Linked DNA regions of Mus musculus: region 2 is linked to region 1. Evidence: chromatin contacts called from public Hi-C data. All regions are on one chromosome and are shown on one strand. The core of a region is the stretch at or near the end of the contact, and the rest is flanking DNA. Distances in the headings are between cores, read along the strand shown. Region 1 holds the start of Clpb (ClpB caseinolytic peptidase B). Region 2 overlaps Clpb (ClpB caseinolytic peptidase B).

Region 1 (4,215 bases), core at 1,145-3,644:
TCATTCCTTATAGATACCTCTTATCTCTTCACTCCCCTTCCTTCTCAGAGGAGGGAGGAATGAGTGAGGCACCCTGGGCTCGCAAACTTTCCATGGTTTTCCATTACCAGAATTCCCTTTGGCTTCTAAAGAGACCCATTCCTCAGAACATTGCACTGAGGGACTCTGCTCAACACTTGTCTAGGCAAGTTGGCAAGACTGGAACCAGCCAGAGCTTTATGTCATCATCTCTTCTATTAGATGGACATCACTGAAATTGACATGCCATGAAGTCCAGTCTAGGGCTCCCAGTAACCTCTCAGGCCAGACTTCAGACACATTTATCCTCTTCTTCCAAACACACTGGCTGCTAGACAGTCTGTCCCTATGACCATGGCTCTTCACTGCTTACACAATTCCAAACGCCCCTGCCTGGCATGCAGGGCCATTTCATCTTCTCTCACCTTATTCCAAAGACCTTGTCTTCCAACCCTCACTGGCCAAACTGCTAGCCTGTCCACATGAGGCTAGCTGAAGTCTGGGAATGGAATCCAATCCAATCCAAGGACCACATGTGAATGTCTCCCTTCTCTGGGTCACACGCTGGTAGACAGATGCTTGGTATTAAGGAAATACTAACAGAGGTAAGATGGAGGTCCTGCCCTCGTGGGTTACACAGGCCCCCACCCTCTTTATGTTTCCTATGCTATCCTTCAGAAACCAAGCTCAAGCCCCACATCTTGCAAGGACTTCCAGTCCTCCAGGAAGGCTATCCTGACCCCAGTAGCTCTCTGATCCTCTGTAATACTCACTAGCCCTGCATGACCGGCTGCTGCACCCTCTCCCCTTAGCTGGCTAGGTTTTAAGTTGGGATTTTCTGAACACCTAGGTCCAAGCTAAGCACAGTGCCACCTTCATGTTTGCACAAGCGGAAACCATACAATTCCCGCATGCTTAAACTAGAAAGGCCCTACCTACTTCAACGCCCTCTTCAATAGAAAGGAAACGCAGGGCAGCAAAGAAGGATTAAGAGTCCAGATTTACAAAGACAGTACAAGATCCTCCGTGTCCTTGTTCCTCATCCAGAAGTCCTTTCTTTCCAAGCGGCCCCATCTTATTAAACAAACAAGGGAAGGTCAAGGCGGTCTCCAATCTTGTTCAACAATCTCAGAGTCTGGGGTGCATGGGACAGGCAGGCACTGACAACTGAAAACCTGAGAGGTTGGGCTCAGCCAGGCCACCCTTGCAGCTCCTGCTCAACTCTAAGCAACTGAGGTAAGAAGCCAATCTGAGTTAGCTACCTCCACCTCCTCCCTCCCTCCCCCACTGCTGTAAGTCTCCAGAGAGCAACTTTCAGCCAACTCCCTGTCCCCCAAGGCTTCACACACACACCCTCCACAGTATCCAGCTCATCTTAAACATGACACTAAGCAAAACTCTAAGCAACTAAACAGACTCTGAACTCCAGGAAAGGTCAAAATATTAGAGCACTGAGAGCTTGCCTTCATTAGACAGTGGGGAAACTAAGATTAGAGAGGAACATGGGGTCAGGCTAGCACCAGAACCAAGTGTCCTCCTTCCTTGGACCTATGTACGCAGAAAAACATGTAGAGGCGGTCCCTAAAGCTGTTGAGGCTTCCTGGAGACCTCTTGAAAGACTAATGGACAAGATATAATATTGGTACATAAAAGGACCGGGCTGTAATTAGTCAGTCCAATGTCCCCAATTATACTTGTATACAAACTGATCCCAAAGAGGGTGCTAGACCTACGATGGGAAATGATGTAACTTCAGTGAGTTTTCCATCTGCTGCTCCTGGCAGCAGAAGGTAACTGGGTTTCTTCAAGGTAAGGTTATGCGGGTTTAAATTTACAAATACCTTCAACCTTCCAAAGGAGTCATGACCCACCCACCCACCTCTCCCTTGAACCCAGTTTGACCCCATAATCACCCTTGTTGGATGGATTCTTGCTGTAGCACTGAACCACCAGCGCCATGGCCAAGGCCCACATGCCCAGACCCGTCTTGTTGGGGACCCCATTCCAGCTGTCTTGTCCCGGGAGTGTTTCTTCGGGGCTAGGACCGCGTTCCGACGAGGCGGCAGTCAGGTATGGGATCTCGGTGCGTTCTCCACGGCGCCCCCAGGTGGCTGCCCCCCGTCCGGGGACGAAGGTAGAAGATGCTCCAGGGCGCACCCAAGCGGCAGCTCTCAACCGCTGCGGCTCCCCGCGGTCTCCGGTGACAACGCCACGGCCGTAAGCACCTCCCCGGCTTTGGAGAGATGGAGATTTGATTAACCCTAGGAAGAGCCGAGGCGCTGGCGTGGTTCTCCTCAACACCGCGGACAACATCATGACACCTGCTTCTAAAACCCGCTGGTGCCGGCCCCTGTGCTAGCCACGATCAACATGGCTGCCGCGGCGCGTTCGAAGACGCCGCTTATAAGGTGGGACTGCGCACTACCTCACGGGAGTGGTAGTCCACAGCCCCAGATCTTTCTCTAGCTGGAGACTAAACAAACTACATTTCCCCGAGGGCTGTGGAATGACATCACAATGACCGCTGACAGCGGAGCTGGAAGAATGTTGGGAAATGCAGTTCGGGCAGAGGGGCGTGGCAAAAAGGAAAACTCTGGTGGGGCGTGGCAATTAGGATTCAAGATTCCAGAGCCCCGTATTTGTATTAACACAGAACTTTAAGCCCTGCCTTTGGAAGGTGGGAACCTGAAAGAACGGGAATTCAAGGTCTGGGTCAAAATCACATTCTTGGTCTAGGTCAGCCCCAACTGTGTAAGATATCAAATATCAAATCAAAATATCGAAAATCAAAATACAGGAATCCTAGAACAACTTCCCTAGTGTTTAAATAAAATTGCATTTTCGATGAAGACCTGTTAAGTAACTTGTACCCCTCCCCACTTTTATTCTGAGTTGCTATTGCTTTTCAAAAAGATGTTGAGTGTTGGGAAAGGTGGTGTGTGTCCTTAATCCCAGCATTCCAGGCAAAGGCAAGCAGATCTCTCTGAATTTGAGAAAGTCTAGTTTGCATAGTGAGTTTCAAGATAGTCAGGGTTATGAGCCAGAGAGACTCTGTCTCAAAAGACTTTAAGACTGTGTGTGTGTGTGTGTGTGTGTGTGTTTAAAGATGTGTGTGTGTGTGTGTGTGTGTGTGTGAGTGTGTGTGTGTGAGATCCTTAGGTTTGGCAGCAAGTGTCTTTTATAGTTGAGCCATCTTGTTTGTTACATAATAGTGAATCTATGAATTGTGTTTCAGTTGATTCCTTCTGTAGTTAGCTGACAATTAGCTACTCATATATCTGTGTCTGGCCCCTTGTGTCTCACAGAATTACAAAACTGGGTTTGGGATTGTCTGGGGTGTTGTTTTACCCTGGCTCAAAGCTGTACCTTCCATAGAGTTGCTCCTGATCTAGAGGATACAGAGAAAGCCTTGTAGGCGGAATGCTTCCTGCTCTTGCATTAGAGCCTCTTGAGCTAGATCGAGGGAACAGTTTGTCTGGGCTGCCAGGGCTTCTGACAGGCCCAGGTACTTTGCTGGTTGGTATCCAGTGGTGCCTAGCTGGCTTGTTTGAATTGTTAAAGCAGGTTTTGGGGCTTTCCATTAGCCTGTTGGCTGAGAATAGGTCTTAAGCCTTGGTTTGCATCTGTCCCACTCAAGTCTCATGCCTGCGTTTACCTGTACATGGAGCACTCTAGCTAACATCCATTTTCCTAAGAAAGGTCAGTACATGACACTTGCCCTATTCTTTGCTTTTTCCTTCTCCACTTCTGGAACTCTTCATAGGAAGTGGATTAGTCTGCATTAAAACTTGTGGGTGTTGGAGCTGGAGAAATGTCTCAGAGGTTAAGAGCACTGGCTGCTCTTCAAGAGGCCCCAGTTCAATTTCCAGCAACCACATGGTGGCTAACAACCATCTATAATGAGATCTGGTGCCCTCTACTGGCCTTCAGGCATACATGCAGGCAGAACACTGTACACATAATGCATAAATAAATCTAAAAAAATACTAAACCAGGCAATGGTGGCAGCACTTGGGAGGCAGAGTCAGGCAGATTTCTGATTTCGAGGCCAGTCTGGTCTCCAGAGTGAGTTCCAGGACAGCCAGGGATACACAGGGGAACCCTGTCTTGAAAAACAAAAGCAAAAACAAAAAAACACAAAACAAAACAAAAAAACCCAAACACACAAACAAACAAACTTAAAAAAAAAAAACCTTG
Region 2 (4,467 bases), core at 458-2,957, 52 kb before region 1:
AACAAACAAACAAACAAACAGCCTGCTTCCCATGCTGAAAAATATTTAAGGTGAAGATGTCACAGAGTCTGCCATCTTAGCTCTGTCACATACTAAGTTCTATGTAAAACGTGTGTGACAGATAGTAATATGAGGAATACCGAATAGTTAGTGTTATGGTACTGAACTACCATACTTACAATTAATTTTAAGCCTAAAATCTTACTATAATACAAAATAATTAAATATGACAGAGATTGAGGGTGTCACTATGTACCCCAGGTGGTACATAGCACTCAGGAGCAGAGGCAGGTCTATATCTGAGTTCAAGGCCAGTCTGGTCTATGTAGTAATTTCCAGGCCTGCCAGGCCTACAGCATTAGACCCTAGCTCAAATAATAAATAATTTTAAAAGTACACAGATACTTATAGCAATGTATTCATAAAAGTCAAAGGTAGAAACAACATAACATCTATAAACTGATGAATAAACATTTACAACAGCGTATTATTCAGCCATCGAAAGGAATGAAGTAATGATATTTGCCACAATGTGTATGAAACATAACGCTAAGTCAGTCAGTCAAAGATGATGATACAGGGTATGGTTCCATGTACAGAGAACGGCCACTTTAGGCCATCTATAGAGATGAGGTAGATTGTTAGTAGCTGGGAACTTGAGGGCAAATGAAGGATAGCTGGTAATATGCATGAGACTTTCTATGATGTGATGAAAATGTTCTAAAAATGGGTTGGGGTGACGATTGTATAACTTCTGAATATATTATAAATCAGTAAGTTATATATTTTACATGGTAAATTTTACCATATGTGAGCTAAGTAAAATAAAGATGATAGACTTAAAAGTATAAGCCAAAAAAAAAAAAAAGTGGTAAAGTGGTTATAAGGTTTAGTGGCATATGCCAATAATCTCAGCATTTTGAAGAAACAAGAGTCTTGGAGAGTTCAAGGCCAGCCCAGGGCACACAACAAACAAGTTCAAGGCCAGTCTGAGTTCCTATCTCAAAAACAAAGCAAAATGTGGGTAAGAAGAAGTGCATATTATCTGACATTATCTGAGTTCCTTTTTGTTGTTGTTTTTTTGTTTGTTTTTTGAGACAGGGTTTCTCTGTGTAGCCCTGGCTGTCCTGGAACTCACTCTGTAGACCAGGCTGGCCTCAAACTCAGAAATCACCTGCCTCTGCCTCCCGAGAGCTGGGATTGAAGGCATGCACTGCCTGGCATCTGAGTTCTTCTGATGTCATGCTGTTTGGTTGGAACCATCCCTAACATTAATAACGGGAAATGGCAGAAGCTTATTTCATGTTCAGTGTAGACTCACAAGTACTGTGGTAAGAAAATAATGGTTTATATTTACTGAATTGCCCCCACACTCCCAAGAGTTTCTGTGTAGCCCTGACTGTTCTCCAACTCACAGACAGTGACCCGCCTCTGCCTCCCAGAGTGTTGGGATTAAAGGTGTGTGCCACCACACCCAGCATATTGAACTCTCACTACGTGCGGCAGGCACTTGATCAACTATTTTCCTCACAAGAGGTACTAGGCTGCCATTTCATATGAGAAGAAACAGAGTCTCAGCTCAGGCAGACGGTTTAAAGTGGCACCATCAGTCCATGGCTGTCTGTTCAGCTCAGACACTTGTCTCCTTTTCGGTGTGATTATGACTTCCTTTTGGCCTCTTATTTACTTACAGTGGACTCACACTTTATGACTCAAGCAGCCTAAGGTCACGATTGCCCTTGCTCTGTGCATTCTAGTCATGCCTAGTTTCACACTACCTTAGTTGACATTTTCTCCTGCATGGACTGAGACTGTTTTATGCATACATTCTTGAATGTGGCAAGCACTCAAAAAATCCTTCTTTAGTGAGATGTTACACTTGCCTTGCCAAGAAGAAACTGGGTTCTTGAAGGATGGCTACTGTTTATCAGCTTTATCCTTTGCAGAATGTAGGAGCCCATGATAGTTGAGGCTGGCTTCAGGTCCAGCCTTTAGTTAAAAAACGGTATCACGGGTACCATGCTCTCAGTTAATGGACTTGAAACTTTCTCCTTAACAACAGGGTCCTTCTTGCCCCTATCCCCACCCCCACCCCAAGTATAACAAAAAGGCTGGCACATCCAGGCTCAGCAAAGGTGTGACAGATGCAAGGGAAGACTGGGCCAGCATCTTCTGACAGGAAGCACCTCTCATCTCTTCTAACCCAGTGAAAAGGAAGGGGAGAGCACAGGCTGGCAGGGAACTTGAAGTCTGCTTGTTGATTCTGGGTCTCGTCCTCTTGGGTCCAGGATTCCCTTACTAGAGAACCAGGTGAGGCTTTTCAGATCCAAGTCACACCCTCCCATCATCAAATGCAAATGAGGGCAAACACCAGAGAGTCTGTAATGGTCTGTAACAAACCTCAGCACTGCTTCGGTTTCTTTATTTCTTGCCTTTCCTGACTCTCACAGTAGCATGGTGCTCAGTGTCTCTGGACCCCTTTGCTTTGCTCTGTAATCATCCACTGCTTACCCGCTCCCATCTTAACCAAAGTGTAGGGACAAGCTGGCAGCAGAAGCAAGAAGCCTGCTTCTCAGCAGCTATGCAACCTGGCTGGTCCAACTTGGTCCCTCAGTGATCCCTGTCTCTGCACCTGCTTGCCTCTCTTCTGCCTTTTCTTCAAGATGTTAAAAACTCGCAATAAAAAACAAATACAAAACGCTGTAATTAATAGCCAATTCCAAGCCAACCAAGCATCTCTACTAATAAACCTCAACACTTGCAAAAAGAACAATAAATTCTGCCCCTCTCTGGTTCTGAGGTGGTCTCTTTTATATACTCTGTGTTGTGTGTATGCATGTGGGTAAGCGTGTCTACATATATATTTATTTCCCTTTATTTCCCATCCAGGGAGGGGCAGAATAATGAACTGCGTGCGTCAGGGAAGATGAATCTGGGATACTAGGGAGCAGTGCAGTAAAAAGATTAAAGTGTTATTATTGTTGGTTTTTTTCCCCCATGGTCCATTGTGACAGCTCGACCGTCATCTGTAAAAAATGTCTCAGCGAGAGATAATCATCGGAAACTCAATAAAGCGTCAGGGGGAGCCTCAGCCCCCATCAATCACTGGGTGCCTGGAAAATTTCAACCCTCTGTCTCCCTTCCTGCTATCCATATAAATGTCTCTAATATATTTTGTGTGGTGTGTGGGACCCAACCCTGATTTGGAACTTTTGATGAAAAAATATTTATACACAAAATATGTAAATCAGTTAAAAATCACAAGACTAGCTCTTTGCCACCCCATCATACTTTTTTTCTTATTTTTATAAATGCATCAAATTTATTCATTTTAATAAAACATGCCAACTACTCTCTCTCTCTCTTTCCTAGGAGAGAAAGATAATATATATATATACATATATATATATATATATATACATATATACACATGTAGGTTTGGAGGGCTAAAAGTAAGGAAACAATTAACCTAACTGACTAATATATTTCATCTTGAAGTTGGCCAAAATGCCAGAGTGGCAGACCTCTGTCCACCCTGCTGACTCTATGGCAGTGATGAGAAATGGCATACACAACTACTGGCCCTGGAGGGGCAATGAGACTCTTGAGTGGACCTGGACAAGGATGATGAAGAGTCAGGGCATTAATAAAACAACTTGCCTAAGAGCTTTTAGCCTGCTTGTTTCCCAAGCCTCTGGAGAAGCCTAAGGTCTTGGCACACTCAGCGAGAGGCACATGCAGCCTGGCAGAGCTCTATACAAGGCAAGAAAACAGTTTTGTTGGCATTGGACATCACTACTTAAAAAAAAAAAACCCAAAGATTCTGTGTGTGTGTGTGTGTGTGTGTGTGTGTGTGTGTATCCTCTAGAGCTAGAGTTACAAGATCCATCTGATATGAGTGCTGGGAACCAAATTCCAGTTCTCTGAAGGAGCAGCAGATGCTCCTCCATCTCTCAGGGTCTTGGACATCAGTGATTTTTGTTTTTTTGTTTTTTTGTTTTGCCTTGGTTTCCTTTAGTAAGCACATGTTGAACACCAGATCAATAAATGTCACTTGCGGCTGCCTTAGCGGTTCACATGGTGTGGCCTCATTAGAGAAGACGCTCCTCTTCTCTACCCTTCAAGTGGTCATTTCCTACAGCACACTCTCTTCAAGGACTTTGGAGGTGTCTGTGTTTTGATAATGAAATCCTGGTGTCTTGATCTACCTCAGTCTGTTAATGCTGTGCTGCTATGGCTCAGTGCTTACTTAAAGAAGATTTGCTGCATGGATGGTAGGTAGACCCTAACATGTTCATTCACCAGGACTTCTTTAAAAAAAAAATTATTTATTTATTTATGAGTACGCAGTAGCTGTCTTCAGACACACCAGAAGAGGGCATCAGATCCCACTACAGATGGTTGTGAGCCACCATGCGGTTGTTGGGAACTGAACTCAGGATCCGTCAGTGCTCTTACCTGATGAAC

What was found. A called contact is a pair of places that touch in the nucleus more often than the background predicts.
Region 2: a Hi-C map of 8-cell embryo shows a contact between it and region 1, with 2.0 times the contacts expected there. The contact joins the enhancer-like site here to the promoter of Clpb in region 1. A contact is called at or near these places in 1 of 484 Hi-C or Micro-C datasets (8-cell embryo), 5 of 115 datasets of contacts at active chromatin or transcription factors (the SCID.adh cell line, bone marrow-derived macrophages and embryonic stem cells) and 1 of 9 other capture datasets (adipose tissue).

What each region holds. Positions count from the first base shown.
Region 1 is chr7:101,661,930-101,666,144 of GRCm38.p6, reverse strand. It overlaps Clpb (ClpB caseinolytic peptidase B), which reads right to left and starts at 2,394. Exons shown (of 16, transcript NM_009191.4): 1 at 1,932-2,394. The coding sequence starts at 2,334.
Region 2 is chr7:101,712,626-101,717,092 of GRCm38.p6, reverse strand. The region is part of intron 4 of Clpb (ClpB caseinolytic peptidase B); the gene reads right to left. Among named protein-coding and RNA genes, the nearest start is that of Clpb, 51 kb to the right of the region's middle. Within about 2 kb of position 1,707, at least 15 of the 459 cell types and tissues checked have an H3K27ac peak or open chromatin away from gene starts, as enhancers often do. A contact at or near this core is called in 8-cell embryo, where this site is marked.